Linked DNA regions of Mus musculus: all the other regions are linked to region 1. Evidence: chromatin contacts called from public HiChIP or PLAC-seq data. All regions are on one chromosome and are shown on one strand. The core of a region is the stretch at or near the end of the contact, and the rest is flanking DNA. Distances in the headings are between cores, read along the strand shown. Region 1 overlaps Cdh17 (cadherin 17). Region 2 has its middle 14 kb from the start of Gm11832. Region 3 has its middle 37 kb from the start of Pdp1.

The links. HiChIP or PLAC-seq counts read pairs in DNA pulled down with a chosen protein or histone mark.
Region 2: a RAD21 HiChIP or PLAC-seq map of pro-B cells shows a contact between it and region 1, with 2.6 times the contacts expected there. The contact joins two enhancer-like sites. A contact is called at or near these places in 2 of 39 promoter capture datasets (hippocampal neurons and stem cell-derived epiblast-like cells), 1 of 15 datasets of contacts at CTCF or cohesin (pro-B cells), 2 of 484 Hi-C or Micro-C datasets (LSK cells and embryonic stem cells), 1 of 115 datasets of contacts at active chromatin or transcription factors (T-cell acute lymphoblastic leukemia) and 1 of 9 other capture datasets (embryonic stem cells).
Region 3: a RAD21 HiChIP or PLAC-seq map of pro-B cells shows a contact between it and region 1, with 2.9 times the contacts expected there. The contact joins two enhancer-like sites. A contact is called at or near these places in 2 of 15 datasets of contacts at CTCF or cohesin (CD8 T cells and pro-B cells), 1 of 484 Hi-C or Micro-C datasets (Sertoli cells) and 2 of 115 datasets of contacts at active chromatin or transcription factors (CD8 T cells and T-cell acute lymphoblastic leukemia).

Annotation. Positions count from the first base shown.
Region 1 is chr4:11,793,054-11,796,406 of GRCm38.p6, forward strand. It overlaps Cdh17 (cadherin 17), which reads left to right. Exons shown (of 18, transcript NM_019753.4): 10 at 2,432-2,647. Among named protein-coding and RNA genes, the nearest start is that of Cdh17, 37 kb to the left of the region's middle. Within about 2 kb of position 1,473, at least 49 of the 459 cell types and tissues checked have an H3K27ac peak or open chromatin away from gene starts, as enhancers often do. A contact at or near this core is called in pro-B cells, where this site is marked.
Region 2 is chr4:11,626,855-11,630,207 of GRCm38.p6, forward strand. No RefSeq gene overlaps it. Among named protein-coding and RNA genes, the nearest start is that of Gm11832, 14 kb to the left of the region's middle. Within about 2 kb of position 1,602, at least 40 of the 459 cell types and tissues checked have an H3K27ac peak or open chromatin away from gene starts, as enhancers often do. A contact at or near this core is called in pro-B cells, where this site is marked.
Region 3 is chr4:11,928,047-11,931,399 of GRCm38.p6, forward strand. No RefSeq gene overlaps it. Among named protein-coding and RNA genes, the nearest start is that of Pdp1, 37 kb to the right of the region's middle. Within about 2 kb of position 1,510, at least 15 of the 459 cell types and tissues checked have an H3K27ac peak or open chromatin away from gene starts, as enhancers often do. A contact at or near this core is called in pro-B cells, where this site is marked.

The DNA.
Region 1 (3,353 bases), core at 223-2,722:
ACTTGTTCCATATGCAGCTGTGGGAGGTACAGACAATGCATCTCCTTCTTGAGGGCTTGCTGCTTAGCTAGCTATAAAAACATACACAAGTAGAAATGTTAACACATGAAGTACTGGTTCGTTCCTCTTAAGTTTATACTGTCCTCTTTAGGAAAAAGAGGAAAAGAAAAGTTTCCTCAATTATGATACATTTAGAAAGAAGCAGCCGCTGTTACATGAGTACAAATTCCAAATGGCTCTGAGCCACATGCCTCATGGGTGGATCTATGTCTATCTATCTATCTATCTATCTATCTATCTATCTATCTATAGATCTATAGATCTATAGATCTATAGATATAGAGAGAGACAGAGAGAGGCAGAGAGACAGAGAGAGAGAGACAGGAGAGACAGACATAGTGATAGAGATAGAGATATTTCTTCCCTTTTCCATCCTTTAAAACCCAACTCCTGTAAGTGTCTGTATAAGGCCTTGGCTGCAAACTGATATAAATGAAGAGTGTAATTCAATTCAAATAGTGGCATCTGAATAAATCTCAGGTGGGATTCTGACCGCATGAAAGGAAACTCACACTTCCCATTTTATAGATCTGGATGACCACAGATTCTATCAGAACTTGCTCAAAGTTGGTAGGACACAGAATCACATCCACTGACCTCAGGAGCTCCTGGGCCAAAATACACACAGGCACAGTATACATATGGCCATGGCATGTGGTATGTGTGTGTGTGTGTGTGTGTGTGTGTATGTGTGCGTGTGTGACTATTCTTTATGTGTTATCTTTGAGTGGAGTCAGTCTCTACAGTTGTTCACAAAGCTCTCAGAAGTAGCCCAAGATTGGCTTCTTCTAGTTTAGCTGTGACATTTGTCCAGTGTGTTAGTGTCTTGGGGCTATAGTAATAAAGCACCAGAAATGTGAACTTCTCAGTTCTGCTGATGGGGAATCTGAAATTATGGTGACAGGATCTTGTGGGAAAGCCTGTTGCCTCTTCTGACTCTGACTTAAGCTAGCTGCTGACAACACTCTGCAGATCTCTTTCCTCCTCTTCTTCTTTACCTCCCTCTGTGTGTGGATGATCTCACCCCAGTAATGTAGTTGCTTATATCTCTGATGACCCTATTTTCAAATAGGGCCCCCCACCAAGATTAGAGGTGGAAGTAGATTCCTTTGGGTGGGTGAGGAGCAGGAGGTACACCATGCTGAACTGTCACTCCCCACCAAATCTGTAAGTTGATGTCCTGCTCCTTGTGTGGGGTAAATTGTTCTTCCTCCCCAGCTCATAGGATAAAGTTCTAAGTCTTGGTACTTCAGAATATGGCTATACAGATGTAGATGTTTTAAAGAGGAAATTGGGTAGGATGAGTGCTGGGTAGGATGTGGGACTGGGTAGGATGAGTGCTGGGTAGGATGTGGGACTGGGTAGGATGTAGGGCTGGGTAGGATGTGGGCTGGGTAGGATGTGGGCTGGGTAGGATGTGGGTTGGGTAGGATGTGGGACTGGGTAGGATGTGGAACTGGGTAGGATGTAGGGCTGGGTAGAATGTAGGGCTGGGCAGGATGTAGGTCTGGGTAGGATGTAGGACTAGGTAAGATGTGGAACGGGGTAGGATGTGGGACTGGATAGGATGTGGAACTGGGTACGATGAAGGATTAGGAAGATAGCTCAGTCAGTACATTTTTTACCTTGCCTCTATAAGGACCTGGGTTAGATCCCCTGATGCATACACACAAAGCCAGGCATGGCAGTACATTTGTAATCCCAGTGCTGGGGAGGCAGAGACAGGTAGATTACTAGGGTTCACTGGCCAGACAACTTAAATATACTTAGCAAGATTTTGTAGAGAGAGAGTGCTAGAGACCCTGTTTAAAAAAAAAAACTAAATAAAACAAAACAAAAACCAAACAACAACAACAAGAACAACAAAACCAAACAAAAGGAAAAACAACAAGAACAACAACAAAAAGGTGGGTAGCTTCTACGGAATGCCGCTGAGGTTGCCCTCTGACTCCCACATTCACATGTATGTATGTGTATACCCACAAACACCCAGCTGGTGGGCCTTAATCTAATCTGACCAGAGTTCCTAGGATAAATTTGGGTGCTAAGGTATAAAGAGGAGGTTACATAGTGAGGAGGAAGAAATAGCCAGGGAGAGACGCTTAGAGGAAAGCCGTTTTGTCAACACCTTGATTTCATGTGTCCAGGGTCTAGGTCTCCCAGAAGGCTGATTTTTGTTTAAGTCTCTCAATTAACAATACTGTGTGGCAGGCAGTCTTGGCTGCCACTATGTTCAATCAAGCATACCATGAAAAAATGCAAGGAGCCAAAGTAAATCTAAATGTCTTTGCTCACCACCCCAGACAGTTCCCGTGTTTCCTAAGAAGCCACTTGATGAACTGATGTGGTTGTTGTTCTTTCTTCTCCAAAGGTAACAGCATCGGGATCTTTGAGGCCCATGATATGGACGAAGCTAACAACATCAACAGTATTTTGAAATACAAGCTTGTAGACCAAACACCCAAAGTTCCCTCAGATGGACTTTTTCTCATTGGTGAATATGAGGGAAAGGTTCAGTTAAGTAAACAGTCCTTGAAGAAGCAAGACAGTCCTCAGTACAACTTAAGTATCGAGGTGTCTGACGTAGGTAAGCACTGTACCCGATGTGGTGAGTTTACATGTCTGTTTTCCTTTTACTAAGGATTTGTGAGGCCCTTCCCATGCCAGTAGCTTTCTCTGCTATCTTTGTGACTGTGAGGAAGCCAGATGTTTTCTCAAGAGCTAGAGGTGCAGATTCGGAGACATCGCATTGTCTTTGGTCCTCTGAGAACTAGGTGTCAAGAGGAATTCAGTGACCATCTTAAAGAGAATGCCCTTAAGAAAAAATGGAAAGGAAGCTTCGAAGTCTAGGGGATCCCCAGACAGCAGTTCTGGCTTGATCAAGATGGAAGGAGTTTTGATAACAATGTTCTAGACCACTGAGCAGTCTAAGAAGAATTCCAAATGGTTATCGGGAAGGTCTGATGCAGGGCATTGTCTCTGTGGATAGGCCTGTCTTTGCATCACTACTTGCTCAGTAACCATCTGGGGGCAGCAAATAGAAGATGAGGTACAAGTGTACTGTTGGTCACAGCATAACACTGCAGCTACCAGGTTATCAGTCCAGCTGTTAAAGTCACCAGGCGCAGTCTCACAGCTACTATAATTAAAATTCAGGAAAAATTCTTTCCTCATCCTTGCTTCCAGACTAAAAGTATCTGTGTATGAAAGCAGTAGAGAAATTAGTCTTTGCTGTTCTTGAAGGCAGAGAGAGTTCTGCCCTTTCTTGCCACCTTCGTATTGCCCACTAGACA
Region 2 (3,353 bases), core at 352-2,851, 170 kb before region 1:
GAAGATTGTCATGAGTTTAAGGCCAACCTCTGCTACGGTATAGGACCCTGTCTGAAAGTGTATAATCTGGCTGGAGAGCTAGCTCAGCAGTTAAGATCTTACAGGGCCCGAGGCTTCTATCCCCAGGACCCACATAGTAGTTCCCAACCACACCTAACTCCAGTTCCAGGGATCTTATACCCTCTTCTGACCTTAGGCACCAGGCACACATCTGTGTGGTGCAAAGGCACATGTCAGCAAAACACATAGAATTAAATACATCTTTAAAAATACATTAACAATCAAACAAAAAACAAAAGCTGAACCACTTTTGTCATTCCAGTGCAATGAAGTCATTAGATGCTGGAGGATTGTCCAGTAACCTTAATCTGTGATGTGCTGGGCTTATAAAGGACTTGACAGTGAGCTATTTGGATAGCCGCTTGCGGGAATTGTGTGGCTATCTCCAGGAACCCCGAGCTTTATATTAATTGCATGAAGAGCAAGTCAGCATCCTTGTGACGGTCTGACACTTGGCTCGCAGTCAGCAGGCCTGGATGCTCTAGTCAGCCTTCCCATAGATTGTGTGGAAGTCACTTAAAATGCATACTTTCTTTTAATAATAATAATAATTAGAAATAATAAATTATTTGTGGATTCCTGACTATGTGTCTGAATGGCATTGCTGAATCTATATGCCTTATTTTATTTTGTTCATGGCAATCTCAAAACTTAGATAATATTATCTTTATTATTATTATTTTCTTCATTTTACAGGGGAGAAAAATGAGAGCTCAAATACTTTCCAGGAGCATCACTTTTCATGAAAGGAGCTGAATTCAATCATAAGCCAGTGTGGTTTCAGAACTTTTATATTTGATTCATAAGTTAAAGGAAAGTTTAAGGGCTGTCTTTAGCAGTTATTAGTATGAAGAGCTCTGAGCCTCTACCGTTTATGCCAGAAACATATTTACTGAGAGCAAAATCTCAAAACAAAGCAAATCCCCAAAGATTTTGGGGTTTATGAAAAATAAAGTTGGGTCAGTGGGATGTCTCAGTGGGTAAGGGAGGTGCATTTACTGTTAGGTCTCATGATCTGAGTTTGACCACTGGGACCCACGCAGTAGGAGAGAAGATTCCACAAATTGTTCTCTGACCTCCGCAGGCTATGACATACCTCCTAACACCGTGAAAATAAATGTAATAAAAATGCGAAGAAAAAGTTTAAGACTAATGAATTAACTATATAAAATATTGTTAATTTATTATCTGTAACTTTAATTATCTGCATATCCTGGCCAGAACTATTTGTATATACAATGCTGTTTTATGGTGGATGGCCTGCAGGGGGCAGCAACAGCTCACAGTTGTCTCATCAGCCTTCGCATACTGTCTTCCTGTTTCCCTTATGATAGCTATAAAAGCTATAACCCATTTCAGTTATCCATGTGCCCCACGGTGTGATTTTCTCTAACATTTTATATTGTCCGGGTTTTATATTCCTTGTGTGGGTGAAGGGCCATGAGCAGTAAATTATTTAATTAAACAGAAAGTGTACCGAGCCACAGCTGACCAACTCAGCTACAATCTGGGCCCAGATCCAGTGCTTTGAGTCAGTCTACCCCAACATCTACACCATCTGCGAGCCGCCGGAGCACGTGAAAGGGCCGGTCCTGCAGAACCAGAGCTGCAGGATCACCATGACTCTGGCAGGTTCTCCAATAGGGGCCAGCAATGGTCCAGTATGTCTGGTGCTTCAGAAACCAGAAACCGTGAACCAAAGACTCATTGCAATGAATATTTGCAAGTACAGCCATCTTGGCTAGTGTGTGTGTGTGTGTGTGTGTGTGTGTGTGTGTGTGTGTGTGTGTGTGTGTGTATTATGACACCCACAGTTTCCAGTGTCACAATGAACAAATATTCCATACAGAGATAGAAAAGAGAGCAACGGAGCAGTGAGCAAATGGTGGAGAGGGTGCAGAACTAGAAATGTTATGGTGGTAATAGAAGTGAGAGAGGCCTGCGGTGGACGGTGGGGGTGGGGGCGGGGCGGGGGGGGGAGACACATGTAGTTGCCAAGTAGGGACGATAGGGGATAGGGCGGTGTGTAGCAGCCTGGAGCTTGCACTCCAATTTAGCCCCTCCCCCTGCCCCCTCCACAGGCTCCCCAGCTGCACAGTTGCCATGGTTCTGAGCAACAGCAGGGTGTCCAAGAGGAAGAACAGATCAATTTTTGGAATGAACCTGCTTGAAAGACCTCTCTTGAAAGACCTCTATGGTCTGTGCTGTCCCCCAAGGCCACTTTGGTATTCACGGTCCACTGCTTCAGACTGTGTTGAAGCCCGAGGTTCATGTGGATGTCTGTGATCTTACAGCAGCTGGGAGCCATGTTGATGTCCCTGGCCCAAGGTACCATTGAATGCCGCACAGATGTACTGGGTCTGAGCTGCCTCCTGAGGCCACGCTGATGTCTGTCTGGGTCCCTGTTCCTGCTTCAGCCAGGGTCTGTGTTGGTGCCTATGGCTAGTGTTACCACCAAAGGTCATGTGGATGTCCATAGTCTGTGCTGCAACCTGAAGCCATGTTGATGATGTCTGTGATGGTTTGTATATGCTTGGCTCAGGGAGTGGCACTATTAGGAGGTGTGGCCTTGTTGGAGAAGGTGTGTCACTGTGGGCTTTCAGACCCTTGTATCTTCTTGTATACCAGTCTTCTCCTGTCTGCCTTTGGATGCAACTGTAGAACTCTCAGCAATAAACTCTTCCACATTCCTACTAAGATGGCCCACTAAGCCCCACTTAAAGCATCCCACTGCTTTTCAAAATCCACATTTTTCTGAGTAAAGTATGGTCAGGCTTATCACAGAAATACCCCACTCCTGGTACCAACTTATGTCTTAGCGTTTTACTGCTGTAAACAGACACCATGACCAAGGCAACTCTTATAAGAACAACATTTAACTGGGGCTGGCTTACAGGTTCAGAGATTCAGTCCATTATCATCAACGTGGGAGCATTGCAGTGCCCAGGCAGGCATGGCACAGCAGGATCTGAGAGTTCTACCATCTCTATCCAAAGGCAGACAGGAGAAGACTGACTTCCAGGCTACCTTGAGGGTCTTAAAGCTCATACCCACAGTGACACACCTACTCCAACAAGGTCACACCCACTCTAACAAGGCTAAAACTACTCCAACAAGCCCATACCTCCTAATAGTGTCACTCCCTGGGCCAAGCATATACAAACCATCACAATGTCTCTGAGCCCTGCTGCCACTGAGAGCCATATTTATTCGAGTGACCTGCGCTGCCACCTGAGGCTATGGTGATGTCCTGGTCTGTGCTGCCATCGATGACCATGTCTGGGTCTGCCTTC
Region 3 (3,353 bases), core at 260-2,759, 140 kb after region 1:
TGGCCTTCTGAAGCCTTTAAGTCCATATACATAACTTAGAGGGGTCTTTGTGCAGTGTATTTACATTATATATACTCCTAACAGTTTAATCAGTTGGAAGTGGTCACAGTTATCAAATTAGCTATCATAATATCACATGCTTATGTTCAATTAATGCTTATTTTATTTAATAATGGCCCCAAAGTGCAATATGATATAAAGGAGTCACCAGTGTATAAGACAAGGACAGATAGACTGTCTCTGACACTGTAGGATAGACTGGAAAGACGTTGTAGTTTGGCACTACCTCAGATATTCAGCTTGCACTATGAGTCACGGAGTATCCTCTGAGGACAAGGAAGGAGTGCCACATGGCTGCACCTGGTGAAAATAAACAAGGTATAAAGGTGATTTGGCTATGATAGCTGTCATCCCATTAGGCAGGTGATGTAGCTAATCTGACTGGCTAGGCATATGTTCCCTTCTTCCATGTTCCCAGACCATGTGTGTGTTTCCTGACAAGCTGTACATATGCTTGCAGAGAAAAACCTTTCTCAATAGAAGATCCATCTTGGGTCAAGGATCTATGAGAGGCTCAATCCCTTGCTAGAACCTCCAAACAAAGTTTGGAAGTCTATTTGTAGGAGAATACAGTCAAGTTTTCAGGATTCTAAATACGTCTAAATCATTGGCTACATCCAGCAGTCTGTCTTTCTTTGAGAAAGTAAAATAAATACTCAAAATGTTCTAAGTATGACCATGTTCCTGCCCCAGTCTTCATATTATTTCTAAAAACTATTTTTCATATGAACAATAACCAGACACAGTCAGGAACCACATAGAAAGAGCAGATACCAGGAAAAGGCATCACTACTGAAACTCTCATGTGCAAACTATACACCTCTGCTTACTGTGTAACATAAATGAAACATAGGCTTAATAGTTTTAACAGGGATCTGGGGTCTGTATATTAAAAGGTAACAGCAGAATTGAAACAGAGCTAAATCGGAATCCTACTATTTGAAAAAACGCAACAATCCCAGCACTTGGGAGGCTGGCATAACCTTGAACCATGAGCTCAAGGCCATCCTGGGCTACACTGTGACACCCTGTCTCAAAATATTGTAACAGCCAGGCTGTGGGTGCAGTCATAGTATAGCTACAGGATGCCTTTTTTATGCTTAGCAGGCTTGAGATGATTGAGTTTAATCCTTACATCTTTCAAAAGTTAATAGCCAAGCCTAAGATTTTAATTCTAAGTTACACATGGCTGAAGGGAAGATTGGAAAACCAAAAGATGAGAGACAACAAACTATTAGAATGTAACACAGAAAAACAGCAATAATGGAAAATACAAAGAAAATTAAGAGATCCGGATGGACCCAAGGAGAAGGTCTAAAAGATTGGTTGAAATATCAAAAGAAAGGGAGTCTGGGGCAGAAGCAATAGCCAAGGAAACAGTGGCATATGATCCAGTCTCCATATGAGTCACCCTCAGTTCTGGTCTCAGGTCATTTCAGGAGTCAGCCCAGCCAGAGCACCTAGAGGTCCTCTAGGGGGCAATGTTGCCTAGTCCAGGTGCAACCAGAGCTTGGCAGAGCTGAAAATGTCCAAATGCTCTTTGTGGATGAAAGACAAGGCAGTTAGCCTTGAGAGGAAACGACCAAGTTCCAACCTGACAGTAAGAGAGGAAGAGAGACGGAGATATAGAATGACTCTTAAGCACAGAAACAGGCTGCCCTGTGTCCGGAGCACAGAGGCCAAGGTGATCACAAGACTGCAAGAAGCAGGCACTAGGATATCAAGAACCTCTGAGCCACAGGGACATTAAAGCCTCGATCTTGGGGCTGTGGAGGCCATTATTAAGTTATAAGCGGAGTGGGGGATATGATTGGACATATATTTTGGAAGAACTGCAGGGGTAGAGCTGGAGAACTGACTGAAGAGGGGAGTGTGGTGACCAAGCATGCCGTGGAGCCGTTATAAGCCACGTTGATGGAAGCTGAAGATAACCTGTGCTAAGTAAGCCAGGTATAGACCAAACAGCAATGCTTGATATGGGCACTCTCATAGGTATTCTTATGTTTGACTCATTGGTTCAAATTGGGAAGCATAGTGTTTGTGGTTATTAGAAACAGTATGTTTTTGTATTTTTTCAATTTCTTTTTAAATGTGTTTATCTTTTAAACTTACCAATAATTAACATAGCTTTAGGAATAAGGGAAAATCAATTAAAATATTTCAACTTAGACAAAAATCTCAAAAGAACATCAGGAATGTAAATTATTCAATTCGCATGCTCTACCCACTACAAAATATAGTTTAAAAGTAATATGGACTGTTTAACTCTTTGGCACAGGAAAGACACATTTTAAATTCATTAGAACGGATTTGAATATTCAAATTGCAGAGTGCTCATACGGACCTTTATCCTGAGACTCTGCCTCATTTCCAGCGGGTCCTTCACGAGCACAACAAACAATTCATTTAAGGCAGTTCAAAAAGGGAAAGTGGAAGACTTTGGTCTGCAAGCAGAGAAGGGTCTCGTTTCTGCCCGTGGTTTCTGGCTTTGCCCGTCACTCCTCACCATATAAGGCATTTGTGTTGTCTCTCTTGCACTGATGATCCCTGGTGTCCTGATATGTTGGCCCAACAGCATAGCTCCTTCCATGGAAAAAAGCACTGAAGCAAGTCCTCCGTGAGAGGCTCGCTCCCCATTGCTTCTGCCCAACTCTTGATGCCCAGAGCTGTCACTTAGAGCTGCCTTTCTCCTGCCACTTTGGGGATGTTGTGCAAAAGAGGGACTCATCATCCTGTCTTCTTAAGACCAGTCTTTGTCCCAGGCCTGTCAACAATGCCAAGGCTGAGGTACTGTCCTTTTCACCCACCAGGAAAACCTTCTACACTATCTTTCCAAGTGGAAAGGGCATATCACATCTGCTTTTCCCAATAGGTCTGGGTTGTCTGTCACAGATCTTTAGACTTTGGAGAAACCAAAGCCTGTCAAAGACACTGACACAAACATCTTAGTGGGTGAGGTGGAGAGATCAGGTCCACTCTTTCCTGATGAGCTCCAGACCCTCAGACCCATCAGAGGCTCTGCTAAAAATTGGAGGGTAGCATAAAAGATAAGAGATTATCTGAAAAAAATCTGGGACAATTAGGAAAAAAGATATTCTCCTACATAACTCAGGAGCAAAATAGTTTATAAGGCAGTAAAACACTCAGGTACTAAATCTGTGACACCACAGAAAAATAAATGGGGCAAAGTGCTTTTGTTTTTAAATATGAAGAGGCTCAAAGAAGTGAAATATTTAGCTCAAATAGAACTCTGCCATGACAACTAAAGGAAAGCTCAGTTAACAAGTTAAAAG